Regions from separate parts of the Rattus norvegicus genome. Here region 2 is linked to region 1. The links are chromatin contacts, called in public Hi-C maps. All regions are on one chromosome and are shown on one strand. The core of a region is the stretch at or near the end of the contact, and the rest is flanking DNA. Distances in the headings are between cores, read along the strand shown. Region 1 holds the start of Znfx1 (zinc finger, NFX1-type containing 1). Region 2 holds the start of Slc9a8 (solute carrier family 9 member A8).

The links. A called contact is a pair of places that touch in the nucleus more often than the background predicts.
Region 2: a contact with region 1 is called in a Hi-C map of psoas muscle, with 2.2 times the contacts expected there. The contact joins the promoter of Slc9a8 here to the promoter of Znfx1 in region 1. A contact is called at or near these places in 3 of 12 Hi-C or Micro-C datasets (the A7r5 cell line, frontal cortex and psoas muscle) and 1 of 1 datasets of contacts at active chromatin or transcription factors (oligodendrocytes).

Annotation. Positions count from the first base shown.
Region 1 is chr3:176,208,891-176,213,673 of GRCr8, forward strand. Znfx1 (zinc finger, NFX1-type containing 1) reads right to left here and starts at 1,922. Exons shown (of 14, transcript NM_001389271.1): 1 at 1,791-1,922. It overlaps Snord12c (small nucleolar RNA, C/D box 12C), which reads left to right and starts at 2,670; the gene lies at 2,670-2,761. It overlaps LOC100911177 (a long non-coding RNA gene), which reads left to right and starts at 2,440. Exons shown (of 5, transcript NR_110672.1): 1 at 2,440-2,487; 2 at 2,828-2,918; 3 at 4,262-4,321; 4 at 4,535-4,581. Snord12 (small nucleolar RNA, C/D box 12) reads left to right here and starts at 4,099; the gene lies at 4,099-4,187. It also overlaps LOC134478805.
Region 2 is chr3:176,563,449-176,568,665 of GRCr8, forward strand. Slc9a8 (solute carrier family 9 member A8) reads left to right here and starts at 3,677. Exons shown (of 16, transcript NM_001025281.2): 1 at 3,677-3,717. The coding sequence starts at 3,707.

The sequences.
Region 1 (4,783 bases), core at 672-3,171:
AGAAGCAGGAAGATCAGAAACTCGAAGACAGCCTCCACTGAGCCTGAGGCCAACATGGACTCTATGAGACCCCGCTTCAATAAGCACACACACAAGGGCTCAGGGCCTTACTGGGCATTTTCATGACATGGCAGTTGACAGGTTCCTGCTCCCTCCCACTAGAGAATAAGTGAGCTCTTAGCATTCTTGTTGCCTTTCTTCTGTCTTGACGATTTCTGATGCTGGGTGAAGAGGAAGCCCCTTCAGGGAACTTCTCAATAGAACTCATCCTGTGGATGCAGGGGGGTGGGGTGGTGGTGACTCAGTTCTCAGCAATAGGATTGACTGTCCTCACAGTTTTAAAATATTCATAGTTGGAAACCGTGAATAGATTTGGCATTGTATGAGAGGTGGCTTTTATTCTTATCAGAAAAAAAAAAAAAAGAGTCCCTTCTCTTCCCACTGGGAATATTTTTGTGGTGTCTTTTCTCCTCATCTTACCAAACCCTGTTCTCATGATGCAGGCTCAATGGCTAGTGTTTGTTTTAATTTTTTTTTTCCCCCTGAGAAAATCCCTTCTCCCTCATTTTGGAAAATACTAAAATAGAATGCCAGCAGTGAAAAGTGTAAAAGGAAATGGAAGAAAATAGTGCTAGAAAAGACAAGGAAAGAGGGGGGAGCAGGCAGGGGAGTGGGAGCTTTTTGCTTAGGGTTTTGAGGGAACCAAGGCAAGAGAGCAGCAGATTAGCAAGGGTTAAGCTGTTGCATGGATAACAAGTAAAGAACTCTAATTACAGGGTAAGAAGAAAGAGGATGGAGCAAGAGGTGGCAGCTGGGTTGCAGAGTAAGTTTCAAGTTCTGAAAGAAGTCTCCACACCTCGCATCCCTCAGAGAAACACTGTAAGGTTAACAGAAAGCTGGAAAGATCTGGGGGGAACTTAGAGGTCGGCAGAGCTTAGGGATAGGAGCCCAGGGTGGCTGTGGGAGAAGTGGGGATAGAGATAGGGTTGAGAAATGAAGAGAGTGGGGCTCCGGCGGCTGGGATCAGAGGCAGGACAGGTGTTGTGGGTACACGTGGAGAACTATCATCTATGATGAGCCCAGGGGATGCTAGAGGCGCTCCCAGGAGTGACTGGGTGCTGAGATGAAGGGCTCCTGGGGGAGGGAGGTGATCAGGGTGGTGACAGGTGAACTGAAGAGAGGCAAAGCAGGGTAATGGCAGTACTAGAGGCTCAGGAGGTGCTGGGTGCTGGGGGAGGAGACACCGACTCTGGAGGTGATGGGGGATGCTAAGGAGAAGAGACAGGAACTCTGGGGAGTGATGGTGAGGATGATGGGAAGGAACAGGGATTTAGGGGTGAAGGGGATGCTGAGGAGAGTAAACAGGGACTGGGGAATGGGGCTGCTAACCACGTAGACTTTACTCAGGGAACGATTGGGGGCTGAGGGTAGAGGTGGGAGGACAGGACTCTGGGGGTGGTAAGAAAAAGATCCTGGGGTGACGGGAGATCTCCAGATACTCCGGGGCTATAGGGGAACTGAGGAAAGGGAACAGGGGCTCCGGGGGCTATAGAATTGAGGGAAGGGGACAGGGACTCCGGGGCTATAGGAGAACTAAGGGAAGGGGACAGGGACTCTGGAGACTACAGGAGAACTGAGGGAAGGGGACAGGGACTCCAGGGGTGGTGGGGGCGCTGAGTGGAACAGACAGGGACTCCAAGGCTAACCTGACACCCGGCCCGAGACAGAGCGGGGCGCCGGCGGTCGCAGCGCCGCAGAAGCAGGTGCGAGATAGGGCGGAGGCCACTCACCGGCTCGGGTGCGTCCTCGGCAGGGCTAGAGCTCAGCTCTGGCCCTGGCAGGTCGCGGCCCCGCCCGGCACCGCGAACTTTCGGTTTCCAGTCCCCGCAGCCCCTGGGCGGGGCGAGTAGCCGGGTGGGCGGCCCGGAGGAAGAGGAGGCCGCGCAGGACGAGGAGGCGGTGCCGCGGGCGCCAGCGAGAGGCTGGGCTCGCCTGCGCCCCCGCCCTCGGGGCGGGCGGAAGGGCGGTGTCGCCTCAGCCCCCGAGGCGGCGGCTGGACTGGCGGCTCCCGAGGGCGCGGCTGAGGGGAGGACGCGGCGGGGGGCGGGCTGACTGCGCCCCCGGTGGCCGCAGGTCTCGGCCGGCCCCGGAGCCGGGGAGACGCGGCGGGCGGCTCGTGAGTGCCAAGCGCGACATGGCGCGGAAGCCGAGAAGCCCTGGAGGCCCAGTGAGCACGGGGAGGGGCTAGAGACTGGCTGGACAACCATTAGAGAGCTGGGGCCGGGAGGCTAGGGGACTACATTTCCCAGGACGCCAAGCGGTCGGGTCCGGAAACGACGGACTTTGGGCTAAGTGCGCAGGCGCACGCGCCGCCGTGGTCTATATAAAGAAGGTTCGCTCCCTTTTTCGTCCTTTGATTCCTGAGTCTCCGTGAGGTGTTCTCGTGGTTACGATAGGTCTCTTCCCTGTGATATTCATTTGCAGATGGTGAGTTGAGTTCCCACAGCACAATTTTCCTTTTTCTTTTTTGGTAACTTCTTACCAAGTTTAATTGCTGGAGCCGCTCCTAGTTCTCCGGGTGTGGCTTATGGAATGCCATCCTCAGGTTGACCTTGGAGGAGGTGATTCGGGTGGAAAAGACGCCTTCTTGTTCAGCCTGGAAAGTTTTTGCTGGTGTAAATGATGACCTCACTTTTTTCCCCGTCATATCGACAGTGCTGATGTCTTAAAACATTTGCCAGTTAGTTCTGATAACACCGGCCTCCAGGAACCCTGGTCTGCTTTGTTCCGGTCGAGGGTAGGTGGTGATTGATACTTTGTTTTGTAGGCTGGACTGATCAAGCAGTACAGAATGGAGGTCGGAGGGAGAGAAGGTCCTCCAGGGAGATGAGAAATCGCCGAGCACCTTAAGTCTCAAGGTACTCATTTGTCTTGTGGCCTAATGTGGGAAACACGTGCTTTGAAAAGCCTTTAAAGGCGGGACGGTGTGTGTGGGGGGAACACCCTCATAGAAGGGGGATGGCATAGGGTGGTTTATGAACGGGAAATTGAAGTCAAAAGACATTTAAGTGCGCTGTGATAGGAAATTAAATGCGAGTTAGTGCTGATATTGTTTAAGTGTTGAGGATTGAACCTCCGTTAACCCTAAGCACACAATCCTAAGTATACGTCTTTTTTTTCTTCCCTAAATATCCTGATTGCTACTTGTAACTTTTTTTTTGTTCGGAGCTGGGGACCGAACCCAGGGCCTTGAGCATGCTAGGCAAGCGCTCTACCATTACTTGGCACATTTTAAATTCTCATTTCACATCTGTACATACAGATCCACAAGATGCAATGCTCTGTCCTTACTCAACCTGCCCTGGTTGGTAGAACTGCCTGAGAGAGGGCAGTGGTAGGGCGCTTGCTAGGCAAGTGCAAGGCCCTGGGTTCGGTCCCCAGCTCCGAAAAAAAGAAAAAGTGGTCTCATGAGTTTTGGCCTGTAGCATTTTCTTAGCAATTTGATATTAGAGGGCACAGCCATTTTTGGGCAGTGTCTGAGCCTCCTTGTCGAGTTGTTGGAATTTCTTTGGTGTATGCATGATTATTTTTCCTTTTTAAAAAGCCGTGAAACGCGTTTACTCAAGTATTTGCAGCCAGGTGCTTTTTTTTTATTTTTCCGGAGCTGGGGACCGAACTCAGGGCCTTGCCCATGCTAGGCAAGCGCTCTACCACTGAGCTAAATCCCCAACCCCAGCCAGGTGCTTTTCAAAGCAGTGTGATCATGTCTGTCCTCAGCTACTGTGTTCTGGTGGTGTCCATCCTAACCTGCTCAGAATGTGAACTACATGCCCTTAATGGAGGAACTAGGCCCAGGCAAAATGACGTGTATGTTTGAGGCAAGCTAGGGCTGCGGCGTGGGACCTAGAGACCCGAAGGGTGCTGCTGTGTCTGAACAGTACTAGTCAAGTCAGACTTGTATACTTGAGAATACCTCAGCAACTCTGACTAGTCATTGCAGACACTGGTATTACAGCTGTTGCCTCTGAAAGAGATGTAGTCCTGACTAGCTACCTACCTAACACTTAGGATTAGGTAGGATTAGGTTCAAAGCTTCCAGCAGGCATGTGTGATGACTCAACTTTTTTCCCCATCAGATCGACCATGTTGATCACAGTCTTTTAAGCCAGTTTATCTGACATGCCTGCTTGACAGCGCCTGCTGCTGCTGTGCCCCTTGGTCCAGGTAGTTGATGTTATTTTCTGTATTTTTTTTACCTAAGGTTTGCTGACGGCCAAGACCAGGCTTTGAATGAATGGTGAACTCAGAGGGGAGCGCGTTGGTAAGTGTCCCTCCTCCAGTGCAGACTTGTTTCTACTTGACACAAATTGGGCTGGTGAAGCTGATGATACCACTTCTTTCCCCATCAGATCGACCCTGTTGATCTCATATGCTAATAGCCAGTTTTCTCTGATGCACCAGCCCCTGGAATGACTCATCTTGGCTTTAATCTGTTTCATGTATTAATGGCTCCCATCTATTTTCTTTTCTACAGGCCTGAGGAACCCACGGATGCCAGTGTTGGTCTATTCTTGCTTTCAGGTGCGAGTCTGTTTTGACCTGTTTCTAGGGATGTTAGCAACAAGTATGGAGGGTAATGGACCCAGTTCTGAAGCTGTTCTTAGGGCTCTTGATACTCAAGTTTACCATGTTGCTCAGTGGGATTGGAGGGGAGGGGAATGTGTATGTTGCCAGGTCATCTACCTCATCTGATATTAGATCAAGGAGTGGGCCAGAGTGAGTT
Region 2 (5,217 bases), core at 2,427-4,926, 360 kb after region 1:
AATACAGGTTAATTCGATCACCCTGTGGGCTATTGCCAGATCCTGGCCAGTACCCATGCCAGTCCATAGCAATTCTACTGTTTTACCAAACTTTTTCTCTACCTCCTGTTTGCGTGATGTTCCTTGTATAGTGCCAACTGGAGAAATGCCCCAACGGTATGCCGCCACTAACGTTTCTCTGTTGCATACCTTATGTTTTACCATTAAAGACTCTTCCCTGCCCTGTATTTGGTTGCGTAGAGCCACGTTAGCTAATTGGTTGAATCCTATAAGTGATAGCACAATGAACACCGGGATCATCCTGGCTGCTTTGAGTCAAATTGCCCAGGGAGTCTCTTCACAGAGCGAGGACATGTCAGTCGATAGTTCTGCTGATCTGAACATTACAACACTAATTGTGATGCATAATTGTAGTGTTCCATCACGCCCAGGGCAAGGTAACTATGCACAGAATAGCTCTACCCGTCGTAGAGTCTTACCCGCTTGCCCCCTGCATCAAGAGTTTCCACCTAATTTTACCCCATGTCAGAGTCCATTCCATAGAACAAAACAATTCCTACCGGGATTTGAATTTTCCCCTCCTCTTGGCCATGTACAGTATGACTGGGGGGAGAATAAGACTGGCAAGCATAATCTCTGGCCTTGGTTTCAATGGGTGCTGTCCAATGAGCAAGGGGCATATACATCCCTGACCCCCTTTGCTAGGTTGATGGGTGAGAACTTCACGCTGTATAATGTTTCGGCTACCAGAAAAAATGATACCAGGTTGACCAATATTCAATATAATAACCTCTTGGAACATAATACTGCCACTAGTACTTCAGTATGTGTTAGATCACCTTTTTCTTTCTGATAAGCACTAATGTCAACAATGGTGTTTTAAATTGTAATAGCTCTGATGTAGTCTGCTATTTAGCTGAATGCTGAGATGGCAACAATGACACCGCAGTAATGGTCAAGATTCCCTCCTTTGTGCCAATCCCAGTAGAGGCAAACCCAGATAGTTTTCCTATTCTTAATTTGCTGTGAACCAAAAGAGATTTTGGAATTACGGCAGTCATAATTTCAGCCATCGTGCTGTCTGCTGCCGCAGCTACCACAGCTGCAATTGCTATGACCAATCAAATACAGACGGCTGAGACTGTCAATCAGATTGTAGAAAGAACTGCAATGGCGCTAGAGATACAAGAAGAATTTAATACTCATTTGGCATCTGGCCTTCTATTAGCCAATCAAAGGATAGATTTAGTTCAAGAACAAATTGAAGCACTGTATCATATGACACAGCTGTCTTGCGTTTCCTCCCTAAGAGGTTTATGCATTACTCCTTTGCAAGCCAACTTTTCTCAACATTCTCAACAGAGCAAAGAAATCTCAAATTATCTGAAAGGAAACTGGTCCATGAAAGCAGAGCAACTATCCAGACAATTGCTGATGCAGATTGCTGTCCTCAACAGCACTAGGCTGGACCCCATCACAATTGAAGACTTTACCTCATGGATTACCAATGCTTTCTCCTTTTTTAAGGAGTGGGCGGGCATGTTTGCCTGGGGAGCTATTGTCCTCCTGGGATGCGGAGTATGTCTCTGGCTTATTGGCCGTTTAAAAAGAGAACATGCCAGACACAAAGCGGTTGTTTACCAGGCTATGACTGCCATTGACAATGGTGCTTCTCCCAATGTATGGCTGGCCTCTTTGAAAGATTAAGAGTTCGCCCTAGATCATTTTTGTCACAGTCATGTGGGGTCATTGTATCCAGGGACGGGCAACTTTCCTCGAGCTCGGACCAACCTAAGACACGGGGCCCGGTGGCGATAGGGTGACCCAACGATGGGTAAGGCCAAGTCATCGTCAGGAACGACCTAAGACAGGAGCAATGACAAGATTGACGTGACACCCAGATCTAGACCAGTCATTTTATTAAACAAAAAAGGGGGAGATGTAGGGAGCGGTGCGACAGCTGTATGATAATGAGGTGAATCTGGCGCCCTCCTAACAACAGTACTGAGCATGCGTGGAGTTTTGCACCTGACGTCAGTCTGGCTGGGGCGGTACTATGCTAAATGGGAGTTCATGCCTCGCCAATCTCTGGAGGACAAGTAGCTGGGATGCAGTGGGGTGACTCGTGCCCCACCAATCCCTGAAAGAAGATTAGCACGGCGCGGTAACACTTAAAGCTGTAACACTTGGAGCTGTAACACTTGGAGCTGTAACACTTAGGGCTGGCTGCCGCCGCCTCCCTGTATCAACAAAGAAGGTGTCCTGCAGTAAAGGCTGTTGAGAAGAATCCAACCGTGTTGCGTCTTCCTTGCCGGACGAGGTGGGCGCGACACTTGCGCTCGCTAGGCAAGCGCTCTATCACTGAGCTAAATCCCCAACCCTGGTTCATTTAATTTTATCTTGCCTTAATAGCAGGCTTTCCTTGTTCCTTTGTATAGCCTCAACCCCACAAAGTACATCTCAGCATACAATAGGTCTCTATAGAGAATTTGGGCATGTTAGCTCAGCAGAAGGATACCTGCCTTCCATGTGTTGCTCTTAGTTCCATCCCTGAACAGAAGTAGACAGATACCTGAATGGGGATGGAGCGGGGTATCTCTCACCCTCTAGTCCCAACTACTCAAGATGCTGAGAGAGAAGGATCATTTTCTGGGAAAGTGACAGAGCAATCATTTATTACTATCTTTTAAGCTTTATTAAAGGGGGAAAGAACTACCTAGGGTTGAGGGGCCCCGGAGCACACCCAGAAAGTTCCATGAAGACCTCAGCAGTTTCAGGCCAGTTTTAAGTAATAGTAAAGACTGTTCAAGTGTTGAAAGCCCAGGACCTCAGTTAGTATTCCCATTATCCACATAAAAGCCAGGGATGGCTGCTGGCATCTGTAACCGTAGGGATAGGGAGACTGAGAAGGGAGTATCCCTGGAAGTTGTTGGCTAGCCACTATGGCATGTCCCCAGTTTCAGGTTCTGTGTCTCATAAATTAAAGTGGAGCATGAATAAGGAAGACATCTGATAACCTCGGACTTCCTAGTGTAATCGCCACATACAGGTTAAAAAGAATCTGTTGGGGTGCCAAGATAGCTCAATGATTAAAGGCGGTGCCGCCAATCTTTACTACCAGAGTTCAATGCCAAGGATCCACACAGTGTAAGGCGAGAATGAACTCAAGTTGTCCTGGATCTCATTTTCACATATAACACACCAACTGGTAAACCTCTGTATTCCTAGTTCTCAACGTTTATACTAGGAGTACACTGTCTAGCGTTTGCCCTCTGCCTACTCTTCCCAAAGCTGGGAAAACTGAAGCTGACTCGAATGCCTCCAGACTCCCTCCGCACAGCCTCCCTGGACGCCCAGACACCTCTTCCCCCCATTTTTACCCCCGTGATTTCCACGCGGTAAGGACCGCTTTCCAATCACAGCTGAGTCACCAGGATCTCAAAAGTTTCCCCCAAATCCTTGCCAGGGACCGGAAAAAGTCGTACTGTCCTGAGGGCAGATCGTCGCCTGGCCTGGCCGGAAAAAGCCTACAGAAAGTCCCCGAAGTCATCCAATTCTCCAGCCACCAAAAGGACGGGGCAGAGGGCCACCCCGGGAGGCCAAGCCCCGCCCCTGCCCGCAGCGGAAACCGGAAGCAGCCGCAGGCCCAGCTAGCCCTGCGGCGCCGAACTCTATAGTCTCCGAAGCTCGCAGGACTGGGGTGAAGATGGCGGAGGAGTGAGTTCGCTGCTTCGGGTAGCGGAGGCGGCAGGGCCGGGCCGGCGGGCGACAGCGGGCCTTGGACGCCCGGGTGGAGTGGCGCGGGCCCACGGAGCTGGGGTTGGCAGGGCGGGGCGGGATGAGGTCTCGGGTCCTGCGGCCTCCCGGAGGTCTGATATCGATCACCACGCACAGGCCTGTAGTATACGTAGCCTGGAAGCCACGAACGTCATTCCCTCTTTCAGTTTCCGGTTATCTGAGGATTTCCAGCCTCCTGCTCTTTCTCACGGAAGTTCTCCCATTGCCACAATCAGCCACTGGCATCCCCCGTAACCATCAGCAACCTCCAATTGTTTTTGTCTGTCCCTAGCAGGTTTCTTTCATTCATTAACTACTGGTAGACCGTTTCTCTCGGCCTTGGGAATCAGGAGCCGCCCACAGGGAGCCGCCATGATGCTCTAGTAGGAGACTGTGTAGACAGGGCGTTTTCAGACCCTGCCAAATGTTTGGAAGGAAATGGAATAGCATGAGGGACAAGAAGTCCACCCTAGGGGGTAAAAAGACGTCTTCTGGTCGGAAACTTGAAACCTTATAGGAGAGATGGGGAAGGTGACCTGTTAAAAAAGATCCGAACCAAGAAGGGGCTGATGCTGGGCTGTAGCGCAGGGTCCCCAGTTCAGTCCCTAGTACTGCCAGGAAAGAGAAGGGAAAGAGTGAGTACTTCAGAGTGGCAAGTGGTGTACAGTGTCCAGAGCAACTGACAAAATGAGGTTCACTCCAGGTCTTTTTGGAGATGTGCTACTGTTATACAAATTCTCTCTTTGAAATGAGTCCCAGAAAATGAACAAGGAACCCCATAACTGATGCTGAACTTTTACCGGGAGCACTTCAGGTAGCACTTGGCCACTCAGGTACCAAGTATTAACTCCTTTGTTATGTACCCGTGCTGTCACAGACACTAAGGTAGGCCTCAGCAGTACAAGACAAAGGTTAATATAGAGCCAAATGGTTTGAGGTGTGGGTTTGCAGCTTGGTCAGATTATGGGCTCGTAAGGTGGTGGTCTGGTCTGTAGTCTGGAGAGAAGCAATGCTCGATGGTCACAACCCTGTCACTACTATCCTAGTTTACAGACCTCACCTTGACAACAAGGACGGAAGTGTGTGTGTCCCAGAGCAGCAACCTGGCCTTTTGAGACTCAGGAAGGGTTTGGTAGGGTAGGTTAGGGCATTCTGGGTATAACTGGGTAGATTCAGCTGACTACTTCAGTTTATGGACGTAATCCCAGTAGGGCTGGAATCTGACTGCTCTCGCCTTTGCCCGCCATGCCTAAGGTCCTGAGTTCAATCCATAGTTTAGTCAAACACACTCACACTACATCCAAAATTCAAGAAAATTGTGGAGAGACTCCAGTTCTACCCTAGGAATTTGCTTTTGTTTTGTTTTCTTTCTTTTGTTTTTTTTTTTTAAGATTTATTTATTTTATGTGTATGAGTACACTGTAGCTGTCTTCAGACACA